Linked DNA regions of Rattus norvegicus: regions 2 and 3 are each linked to region 1. The links are chromatin contacts, called in public Hi-C maps. All regions are on one chromosome and are shown on one strand. Each heading gives the region's core, a stretch centred on a gene start, on an enhancer-like site or on the middle of the called end of the contact. The rest is flanking DNA. Distances are from core to core; before and after follow the strand shown.

Region 1 (3,318 bases), core at 524-3,023:
GTACCCCAATGAGCTGATTCTCCCCTAAGCTTACAGCTTCTCCCATAAACATTTGCTCTCAAATAAAGCCTATGTGCAGCTAAGTGAAAATCCTTTCCTGGCCTTCCAGAGGGACCGTGGTGCAAACAAATCGAAGATAAATCGGCTAAGCTTCAGACGTGGCCACTGTCGCCATCCCAGCAAGAGCATCCGTATTGACAGAAATCTCCCTAACTTAACCTTGGTACTGGGCTAAGCACAATTTATGCAGGTGATGAAAAGAGGAGCAAAGAGGCCTTCGAGATGTAAGACAGAAAGATAAACTGTCTTCCCTCAGTGGCCATTAGAACACTGCCCGTTTGATAAAGCCACCTGTGGCTCCTGGGGTCTAGGCTGGAGGCGCTAATTTCCTACCTGCCATACTCTGCTACTTGTAGATATTGAGGAGGAAAACGTCATAGATGTGTGGAAGGTGACACTATTGTCTTGTATTCCCACTGGGTGGTCCCCACTTTGCGAGAGTTGATAGGGGCAGAAGCCCACAGTTGAGTTCAGCTGGGAAGTGATGGAGGAGGAGCGAGTAGCGACATGCCCAGATCCTTAGATAGCACGGAGCAAGCCCCAGTGTGGAATGCTCACAGGGTGGAGGATTTTAGGCAGAGGACACACCTAGTTGCCTAAGGTGCCGCAGCTGCCCCATCCACTTGATTGCCTGACTCTGGTGATCGTTCTCAGGGCGGGGTTAGAAGCAGACCTCCCTTCCACCTTTCAGTAGCGTCTGACATCATGGTCATGGCTGAGTCATCTGCTCCACTACAAAGCCCGGAATCTGAGAGAGCAGCCAAGATGGTCTAAGGGGAACCAGCTAGGGCTCATCAGCCGGTCCGCACAGAGTCTCACAGACAGGAAGTTAGCACCTCCAGCCTGGACCCTAGGAGCCACAGGCGGCTTTATCAAACAGGAAGAGACAAAATGGGACTAAGATGGGACTGAAAATACAATCTGGACTGGCTGTCCCTGAAGGGTTGTCATCCACACGTGCTTCTGAAAGCCAATTCACAGAAAGGTTTCCCCACCCAGGGTGCCCAGTCAGCCCACTGTGCAGGTGCCAGTCAAGAAACAGGTCCAGAACTCCTGCCACATAGCTGCCCTTGGAAAGTAGGAAAAGCCCAGCTCTGACCTATGTGGAAGGATGCATGTTGGTTCTGGATGGGTACCATCCTTTTCTGGCATCAGACAAGGATGTATCCATGCAAGATATGATGTCGAGAGCAGCTGCTTTGGTTAGGCTTCACTCTCAGCAAAATGAGTGTCATGTCCCTGGAACTGCAGCTAGTCCATACAGATGTGAAGGGAATTGAGTCTAGTACATCTGTGGGCAAGGTAAGGCACGCCAAGTGGAGGTGCTGTGGAGACCTACTACAAACACGGACTTGTAAAAGTCGTAGGAAATCAGAACTGCATGAAGAAGACAGCCATATGCCAGAAGAACTGGACTTCCTGATCATGACTGCTGGATCTGACCAAGAGAGTTCTTTGGTTGCTGAATTCCATATTTAAATTTAGCCTGCAAATGAAAAAAAAAAGCAGTTTTTACAACTCTAAATACACTTTCTACTACTGAGAATGGTGATTGAAGCAAAAGTAAAAATAGCTGCTCACACCACGATTTGAGGAAATCTAAATCTGAAACGATCTTTTTTTTTTTCATTTGCATGCTACCAAATAAGGACATGGGGAAGCAGTGAGTCACCAAGATTCTAGCATTTACCAGACTGCAACATGAGAGGGAAGCACTCTCTAGGATGAGGCTTGGAGGCTCTGTGACTGACATCTGCCCCATCCCCCATGCGGAACCTTATGCGCCTACCTGAAAAAAAAAGGGCCCAATTTCTTTTTCTAATTCTTAGGGCAGTGTTTCAGTGAATAATATTCATGTTTCAGACTCTCGAGCCTATGGAATAGTGTCCCACATCTAAGGAACAACTCACAGATCTTTCAACCTCTGTTACCTCAGTTGATCACACTCGATTTGCACAGAATCCTTAAGGCACAGCATGAAGTTGCCACATAGACCATCACCGAACTGTGGATGTCTCTGCAGAGACAGGGTGAATCACCAGCTGGGAGGGGGTGGACGGAGGATGACACAAAGGAAAACAAGATTTAGAGATCTAGGCTCCCTGTTACCCTGTCACATGGTCCCTGCATAAACCAATGTTCTTAAAGTTCGAAAGCCCAACTGAAAGGTTCAGGCACTGCCTGCCAACCTGGTGTTTTCTTCCCCGGCTCTTGGAAGACAGTTTAAAAAGAGTTCGGGAATGTTCTGGTCTTTTGTTTGGAAATTTTTCCTGCTTGTTGACTAGTTGTCTGCGGACTGCGAGGTGGGTCTGTTTGCGTTAAACAGGCTGAACAATCTATAAAGCACACCGGCTGCTTTCGAGGCTGGCTTATTTTGGATGTGCAGAGACGTGTACTGAGTTGCTCATTTACGACTGAAACTCTTCTGTGCTCAGTGTGACACAGGAAGACTTTGAAGGCAACGGTAGCTGTTGTGGGATGTTCTTGCAAGGTGGTACAAGAAAAATGTCTCTGTTTCTTAGCACATGACCAACTGTGTGCATCTCCCCTAAGATTTTTATTATTACTACTACTACTACTACTACTACTACTACTACAGGGTCTTGTAAAGAAATTTGCATTACTGAAGCTTTTGGGGGAGCCACTTATCCCCTTTTATCAGAAGACCACCAAACAGAATCCCAAGCACGGAAGCCATTCCTTGTTCTTAATCACAGGAGTTCAAATCCTCTATCACAAGAGAAATAGTTTCTGGGGAGTTATGGATTGCTATAGCCAGTTTTACATATTATCATAACAAAAAAAAATGAAGAACCAAACAATGCTGCCCCCTTCATTGTGTAAAGGAGAAATAAATGGAGGGGACTGCCAGCGAGCTAGGAAGCCCTTTGGTCCCAACCCTTCCCTTATCGCCCATCTTCCTGCAAGGAAGCTCAATGGCTGCCAGAAAGGAGGAGACCATGACTGTGAGCTGGTCAGGTCAGGGGTTGCTGGGCATCAAAACAGCAAAAGGCAGGGGTGAGCAAAGCAGATTGGTCCTACCTTAAGCAGACCTGGTCCTGCCTTTTATCTCTAATTACTTGCGTGACTTTGGATAAGCACTTCACCTCTCTCATCTCTAAAATGACAGACTGGAGCTAAGTTCTCAGAGTCGTCTCCAACAACTCTAGTGGGGCAGCGGGTGTGTGTGTGTGTGTGTGTGTGTGTGTGTGTGTGTGTGTGTGTGTAGATTCTTTTATTAAGGATTCTTATGAAGGC
Region 2 (3,318 bases), core at 593-3,092, 410 kb after region 1:
TTGCTGTAAGACAGTAAGACAGCTATGAGATTGGGATGGACTCTGAAGTTTGGGAACCAGTGCTCAAATCTCAAAGGTGGTGTGGGGATGGGCTGAGGCGAAGGTGGTGACTAAAATATATAGTGTCGTGATGACCTAGGGCTTGAAGGGACATAATCATATGCAGGGGAAAGTGAGCTGGGGTGAAGCCGGAAAATAGTCTGGGGTCACATCACTTCAAGGATTCTACCCGCCATGCTAACAGTGAAGAGAAGCCACCGAAGACCTACAGGCAGGCTGTTGTGGTGTGGCTATATTTGCATTTTGAAAACCTCCATCTGACCACACAGTTGGTGGAGGGGAGTGGACGTGGAGAGACTAATTTGGATGCAACTTTAGTCCTATAATTTGAAGGCTGGGAGAACGGGTGAGAAGAAATGGAGAGACAGGAGAAAGTGAATAGAATTCAGTACAATAGACACCAAGCCCTGAAGGCCCACAGAAAGGGCTTTGCGGATATTGGAAAATGGAGCCTGAGGGAGAGCCATATATTGGTTGGAGTCCAGATTCCTGGCTTGAAAAACCAGAGTGACATTGATGGCCCCAGGCCCTGAGAGAGTAGAGGACACTGCATTTGAATCCTAGGAAGTAGGTGGCGCCGTTGAGCTATGAGCTGGACCTTGGTAGAAATTGCAGGTAAAGGGCAGGAGAAAATTTATTATCAACGATGAGATATAGTGACATGAAACAAAAGATGGAGACAGAAATGAGCTCTTCGGTGTCTGTCTCCTGGTTTGTTTTCATGCGTTCGTTCGTTCGTTCATTCATTCTACCTATCATGTTCCCCCTAGGCCATGAAACCACTCAAAGGATAGAGTAGACTATTAGGAGTGAGAAAGACCAGGCACTGCAGATTTTTAATACCAAGATAACGGTTTCCGGAAGACAGTCGGAGGGATCTCATGGTTGGGGTCTGACCTAGCATGATCCTGCAGTATCATACACGTGCAAGGAACTAGAAAGAAGGAGACAGGCCCAGGAACTCTAAGGCTACAGAGGGTAAGGTTAGCGTCTGGGGCGAGAAAGCAGTTGTGCGTTTCTCCTTTCCGTGCGCCCCGACATTGTGGCTGCTTATAGTCCGGGACTGGGAAAAGATAAAGCTTAGGGGAACAGAAACTAGGTCTTTTCCTCATTTTCAGCTTTCCAACCAAGCAGAGGCTGGCCATTTTCAACAGATACTACTGCCAATTAGAGGCAAAAGACCCGCACAAAGTAGGCTCCCAAGATCTAGCCAGTTGAATTGAGCCAATACCATAGGCTTCCTGGGCCCCCGAGAAGGTGCAACGTGTCACAGGTCCTCAAGGAGAAAAGGGCTGGCAGGGAGGACCCCTGCATGAGAATTAAGACCTCCGTGACCCCCATCTGTTCCTCCTCTCCTCTCCCTCCTCCCCTGCTGCCATGGAGACCAGTCTGGAATGGCAGTAAGCCTTATGCCCCAGAGAAAACAATACTGTGTTTGAAGAGTGGAAGTTGGCCTCTAAGCTCAGGCTCTGCCGCCCATCCCCCACTGCCCAGGATTCTTACAAAAGGCAGCTTTTTGCCAGAGGGTCAGAGCTCTGCTGTCCATCGATCTGCGTCCACTTTGTCCCTCGCTACTTTCCACTTGTTCATTTTTGAACTCACACCACACAGCCCGAGTGTCATGGGTCTGTTTAGTCGGAGAGGCGCAGATGTGACCGCGTCCCTTCTGCTCCATGGCACGGAGCATCCCGCACCTCTCCTTTTTGTGTCTTTGAACCGCTGCTGTTGACTCACCGGGCTGGAGCGGTTGAGCTGGGCTGAATTAGTAACAATGCAATCAACATTTCTATTTTTATCTCTGCTCTCTCCCCTCCCCACTGACTCACCATTCTCAGTCTCTCGGAGCCCGGGACCTTAAAAGACTTGCAATGGATCCAGGGTGAATATCTGCACAGATGTGTTGTTTCTGCCATTCTAAGCCATGAGTGGCTTTCCTTTTTTTCCTAATGCACAGGGCCCACGTGTCAGTCGTGTTATTTATTACCGTTCACTGCCATCTTCTTTGTGGCTGTGTTACATCTCAAGCTGCTTTTACCTCCTGAGGTCTAAGATAAATAGCGGACAAGGGAGGAGCCTGGATCTGATTTCTGAAACCCATCTTCAGAGAAGACTTCAGTACTGAGCTGAAACTTTTAACTTTTCCCAGTTGAATTCAGGAAGCCTGACCTGGATCTACAGAAGGCAAAAACTAAATACAGTGTAGTAGTCGTCCCTTAAAAACAAGCAAACAAACGAAAAACCCACCCCGACGACGAAGGATCTTTTTTTCCTGCTTCGATCTCTACATGTTGATATATATTTTTAATTTTATAAACATAAACATACTAAGTGCTTGGAATTCTGAAGCCTTTGATTTGAGTCCCAACCTGCGATTGGTTATTCTTTATAGTCTCCAGCTGATAATTTAATTTCTATTTTTAAGATTTGTTTTTTTAAATTTTATGATCATTTCTGCCTGAATGTAGGCTTCATGTGTGTGCAGGTTCCCATAGAAACCAGAAGAGGGCACTAGATTCCCCCCAGAACTGGATTTACAATGATTGTGAGCTGCCCAGTGTGGGTACTGGGAACCAAACCTGGGAATTAATTTCCCAAGAGAAATGCGCTCTCCGCTGAGCCATCTCTACAACCCTAAATATGTCATTTCTCTGTGACTTAATTTTCTGTTTTGTAAAATGGAGTTTAACCGCTTGAACAATAACTACATATCCTGTAGATTTGTTTCAAGGATTTAAAAATAATCTAAAGAAAAGGCTCTAAAAAATCTAGTTTCCAAGAGGACCTTAAAACAAAGGCCAGCACATAATAATCTCTCAGAAAAAGTTGGGTATTTTCCTACATCAGGCCATGTCCACCTGTCTTAAGAAAAACGATCTTTAAAAGAATTCTCATGGGCCGGATTGGTGGCTCAGTAGTAAAGTGCTCGGGCATGGGGAAGCCACATAAGACACCAGAAGCTGTGAAATGTGCTTGTAATCAGTGTTGGGAAAGAGGAGATATCCTGGGACTCGATGATGGGCCAGCCTAGCCTACTTGATGAGCTGTAAGCCAGTGAGAAACCCAGTCTCAAGAAATCAGGTAGACAGTGCCTGAAGAATATCCAAGATGTTTTCTGGCCTACACACAAGCACACACACACACACACACACACACACACACACACACACACACACACAAAGAGAGAGAGAGAGAGAGAGAGAGAGAGAGAGAGAGAGAGAGAGAGAGAGAGAGGCACACACACATTCTCCTTTAACAAGC
Region 3 (3,318 bases), core at 607-3,106, 290 kb after region 1:
ATGCAAACGTAAATGCGACCACTTACAGACCCACAGACAGCCAGACCCACAGACAGCGCATCTTCTAGGAGCTCCTGGAGTGTGGTGGAGGGAATTTCGGATTTGGGGCTTCCAGCTGAGGTCTGGGAGTAGAGAGGGTCTAGAGAACCCTGGGGGATCTTGTTGGAGGTCTGTGTGAGCCAAACCTGAGGGTAGCCTTCTTCCTGCCCACATTCCTGCAGCTAAAAAACGACATCTTTAGGTAGGAGCACATCTGAGAGAGCTACTCTGTTTGATGGACCTCCACCCACCAGCCTTCACCCCTCACAGTCACAGGAACCCTGACTCACACAGTGAGGAAGGTGGCCACCTCTGCTGGGTACCATTCTGAAGTACAGCTGCTTCCCTCCTTATGTCTTCCTGGCACTCGGGAGGACAGTGGGAGGTCAGCGTGCTCCCCGAGGCCACTCCAGTCTGTGGGAAGGACACCGGCTGCCTTCTCTGGGAGGAGGGGTGCATGCCTGTGTGTCCCTGTGGCGGGGTGCACACTGTGTGCATGTGTCCCTGTGGCGGGGTGCACACTGTGTGCATGTGTCCCTGTGGCGGGGTGCACACTGTGTGCATGTGTCCCTGTGGCGGGGTGCACACTGTGTGCATGTGTCCCTGTGGCGGGGTACACACTGTGTGCATGTGTCCCTGTGGCGGGGTACACACTGTGTGCATGTGTCCCTGTGGCGGGGTGCACACTGTATGCATGTGTTCCTGTGGCGGGGTGCACACTGTGTGCATGTGTTCCTGTGGTGGGGTACACACTGTGTGCATGTGTTCCTGTGGCGGGGTGCACACTGTGTGCATGTGTCCCTGTGGTGGGGTACACACTGTGTGCATGTGTTCCTGTGGCGGGGTGCACACTGTGTGCATGTGTTCCTGTGGCGGGGTGCACACTGTGTGCATGTGTCCCTGTGGTGGGGTACACACTGTGTGCATGTGTTCCTGTGGCGGGGTGCACACTGTGTGCATGAGGAAGTCAGAGGACAACATTGGGTGTCATTTACTGCCACCTCCTTTTCAACAAGACCAGGAATGACCTGGAACTTACTGATGCTCTAGGCTAGCTCATAGTCCTAGCCCAAGTTACTCGTCTGTCTGTCTGTCTGTCTGTCTGTCTGTCTGTCTGTCTCTCTCCCTCTCTCTCTCTCTCTCTCTCTCTCTAACCAACTTATAATGCACACCACCATGACTAAAAAAAAAAAAAAAAAGCAAAAAACATGGATTCTAAGAACCCAGGTACTTACTGAACTGTGTCCACAGCTCCAACCTGATAATTTCCTGACCTGCCTCTAAATGACTTCTTTACAGTTAAGCCAGGAGGTACCCAGAAGAGAGGGATACCCTCTGACACCCACCCATCCCAGCCTGCTTGTGGATCTCTAGAGTCATATGACAATCAACCTTTTCAAGCTTGAGCTTAATGCCTCCACCTGCCCCCATCTGCCCTGATCCGCTCCCATCCATCCCCATCCACCCCATCCTCAGTGCAAGGCTTTGCTACCCAGAATTTTCCTGGTAACCTTTTTTGCTTACGAACCTTTCCTTGCCATTGGACGAGAGAGAGAGAGAGAGAGAGAGAGAGAGAGAGAGAGAGAGAGAGAGAGAGAGAGAGAGAGAGAGAAGAAAAAAGAACAAACACAAGCCAGCAATAAAAGAACTCTTGTTAAGTTAAACATTGACCAGGGTGGCATTCGTCAAGCTGCTAGAATCGTGGCAACCCGTGCCTTTCCTCCCCCACAAATGCAGAAGCAGCTGGAAGGGAAGCCTGAAGTCTAGGAGGCAATGGCTCCCTCCTCCACAGCTCAGCCTACGTCAGCCCCTGAAATAGAAACATGGGGATGGAGTGGTTTGATAGCAGGGCAGAAGCTGGGGCGCGGGGCATGGGGGGGAGGGGGCAGGGGTGGTGGTGGTTGGGAAGCAGTGAGATCCCTGTCATGTGGCCTCAACTGGCCAACTGCCGCCTCCCTGGAGACATCAGGGCAGAGAAAAGGATGGAGCCTCACGGGCCCTGGCATTTCGCGTGTGCTTTCTGGTCCTGACCGCTTCCATACTTGCTGTGGCTGCTGTTCTTCATGTTAGCACATCCGTAACTGTGGATGACAAACAGTTAAGGCATCCAGCCTGCTACTGAGGAAGCCAAGAGAGCTCTGGGCCAAGGTGGATTTCCCTACTCTGACTTCCCCTGGCCTCTATCCTTTTACAAAGCATAAGCTTGCAATTAAGGTAGCATAGGAGAGAGAGAAAGGGACAGAGGGAAACAAGCACTTCCCCACTGGAGCTTAGCTCTGGCAACTGTGCCCAAGAGAAACTGGAAGCCCTGATAGGGAAGTAGGACAAGACTGTCAAACCAAACGTGTATGTAGATGGAAGAGAGGACCATCAAAGAAGTGAGGTAGTTCTCACCATACCTGAAGGAGAAGGTTATCAAAATGCCGTCTGTCAGCTGAACTGCCTACCCCTTCACGTCTCTCTGGCTAGCCCAGAAAACACAGAAGTCCATGGTGTAAGCACAACAGGACTGGGCTAAACGCTGCCGAGCAGGGCAGCTATGAGTCTCTGGGGCCCTGTTTGGGGATGGCAACCAACCAGCATGTGTGTCTTTGTAGCCATCAAACCACAGTCATTCCCACAGGGCATGTGGATTGAAATATCTCACCACGAAACCAGGGGAGTAGGGAGAAGACTATTATGTAGAGATGTACTACTCAGGAAGTGACCACTCGTCTTCCTGCCTGGGACAACTGGGAAATCAGGATAGAGGTGGGATCTGTGCATCATGGTTCAGCCACTAGCATGAGAGGCAGTGGGAGAAGGATGCTGGGGGCGTCATTGTCCTCCAGAGACACAGAACCAATAGCCCTTTCTCTCCGGAAAGAAGACAGGGAAAGAAGACAGCTGACTTGTCTCAGTACTGTTTAAACAGACGGCAGACTTCCCCAGAGCAGTTCCGTTCACATCTCACCAAACACCTCTAAGCCCCTAACAGAACGAGGCTAGGCGCTGGAGATATGGCTCAGCAATTTAAGGGCACTGGCTGCTCCTCCAGAGGACCCAGGTTCAATTCCCAGCACCTACAGGGCAGCTCGCAACTTCTCTAATTCTCATTCCAAGGAGTCTGACCCCCTCTTCTGGCCGCCTTGGTACTACACCCAGGCGAAGTACACACATGCAGGCAAAACCCCCGTGCAGAGGAAAGAAAAATAAGTCATTTTTAAAAGTAGGGTTGCCAAAAAAAAAAAAAAAAAAAAAAAAAAAAAAAAAAAAAAAAGAAGGTAGCTCTATTTCTGC

The links. Hi-C and Micro-C count contacts between places; a contact is called where the count stands out from the background.
Region 2: a contact with region 1 is called in a Hi-C map of the A7r5 cell line, with 2.9 times the contacts expected there. The contact joins two enhancer-like sites. A contact is called at or near these places in 3 of 12 Hi-C or Micro-C datasets (the A7r5 cell line, kidney and mammary epithelial cells).
Region 3: a Hi-C map of the A7r5 cell line shows a contact between it and region 1, with 5 times the contacts expected there. The contact joins two enhancer-like sites. A contact is called at or near these places in 2 of 12 Hi-C or Micro-C datasets (the A7r5 cell line and Schwann cells).

Annotation. Positions count from the first base shown.
Region 1 is chr2:138,382,401-138,385,718 of GRCr8, reverse strand. No RefSeq gene overlaps it. Among named protein-coding and RNA genes, the nearest start is that of Foxo1, 79 kb to the left of the region's middle. Within about 2 kb of position 1,773, at least 26 of the 93 cell types and tissues checked have an H3K27ac peak or open chromatin away from gene starts, as enhancers often do. A contact at or near this core is called in the A7r5 cell line, where this site is marked.
Region 2 is chr2:137,969,740-137,973,057 of GRCr8, reverse strand. The region is part of intron 2 of Maml3 (mastermind-like transcriptional coactivator 3); the gene reads left to right. Among named protein-coding and RNA genes, the nearest start is that of Mgst2, 130 kb to the right of the region's middle. Within about 2 kb of position 1,842, at least 55 of the 93 cell types and tissues checked have an H3K27ac peak or open chromatin away from gene starts, as enhancers often do. A contact at or near this core is called in the A7r5 cell line, where this site is marked.
Region 3 is chr2:138,095,904-138,099,221 of GRCr8, reverse strand. All of the region lies in intron 1 of Maml3 (mastermind-like transcriptional coactivator 3), which reads left to right. Among named protein-coding and RNA genes, the nearest start is that of Maml3, 190 kb to the left of the region's middle. Within about 2 kb of position 1,856, at least 62 of the 93 cell types and tissues checked have an H3K27ac peak or open chromatin away from gene starts, as enhancers often do. A contact at or near this core is called in the A7r5 cell line, where this site is marked.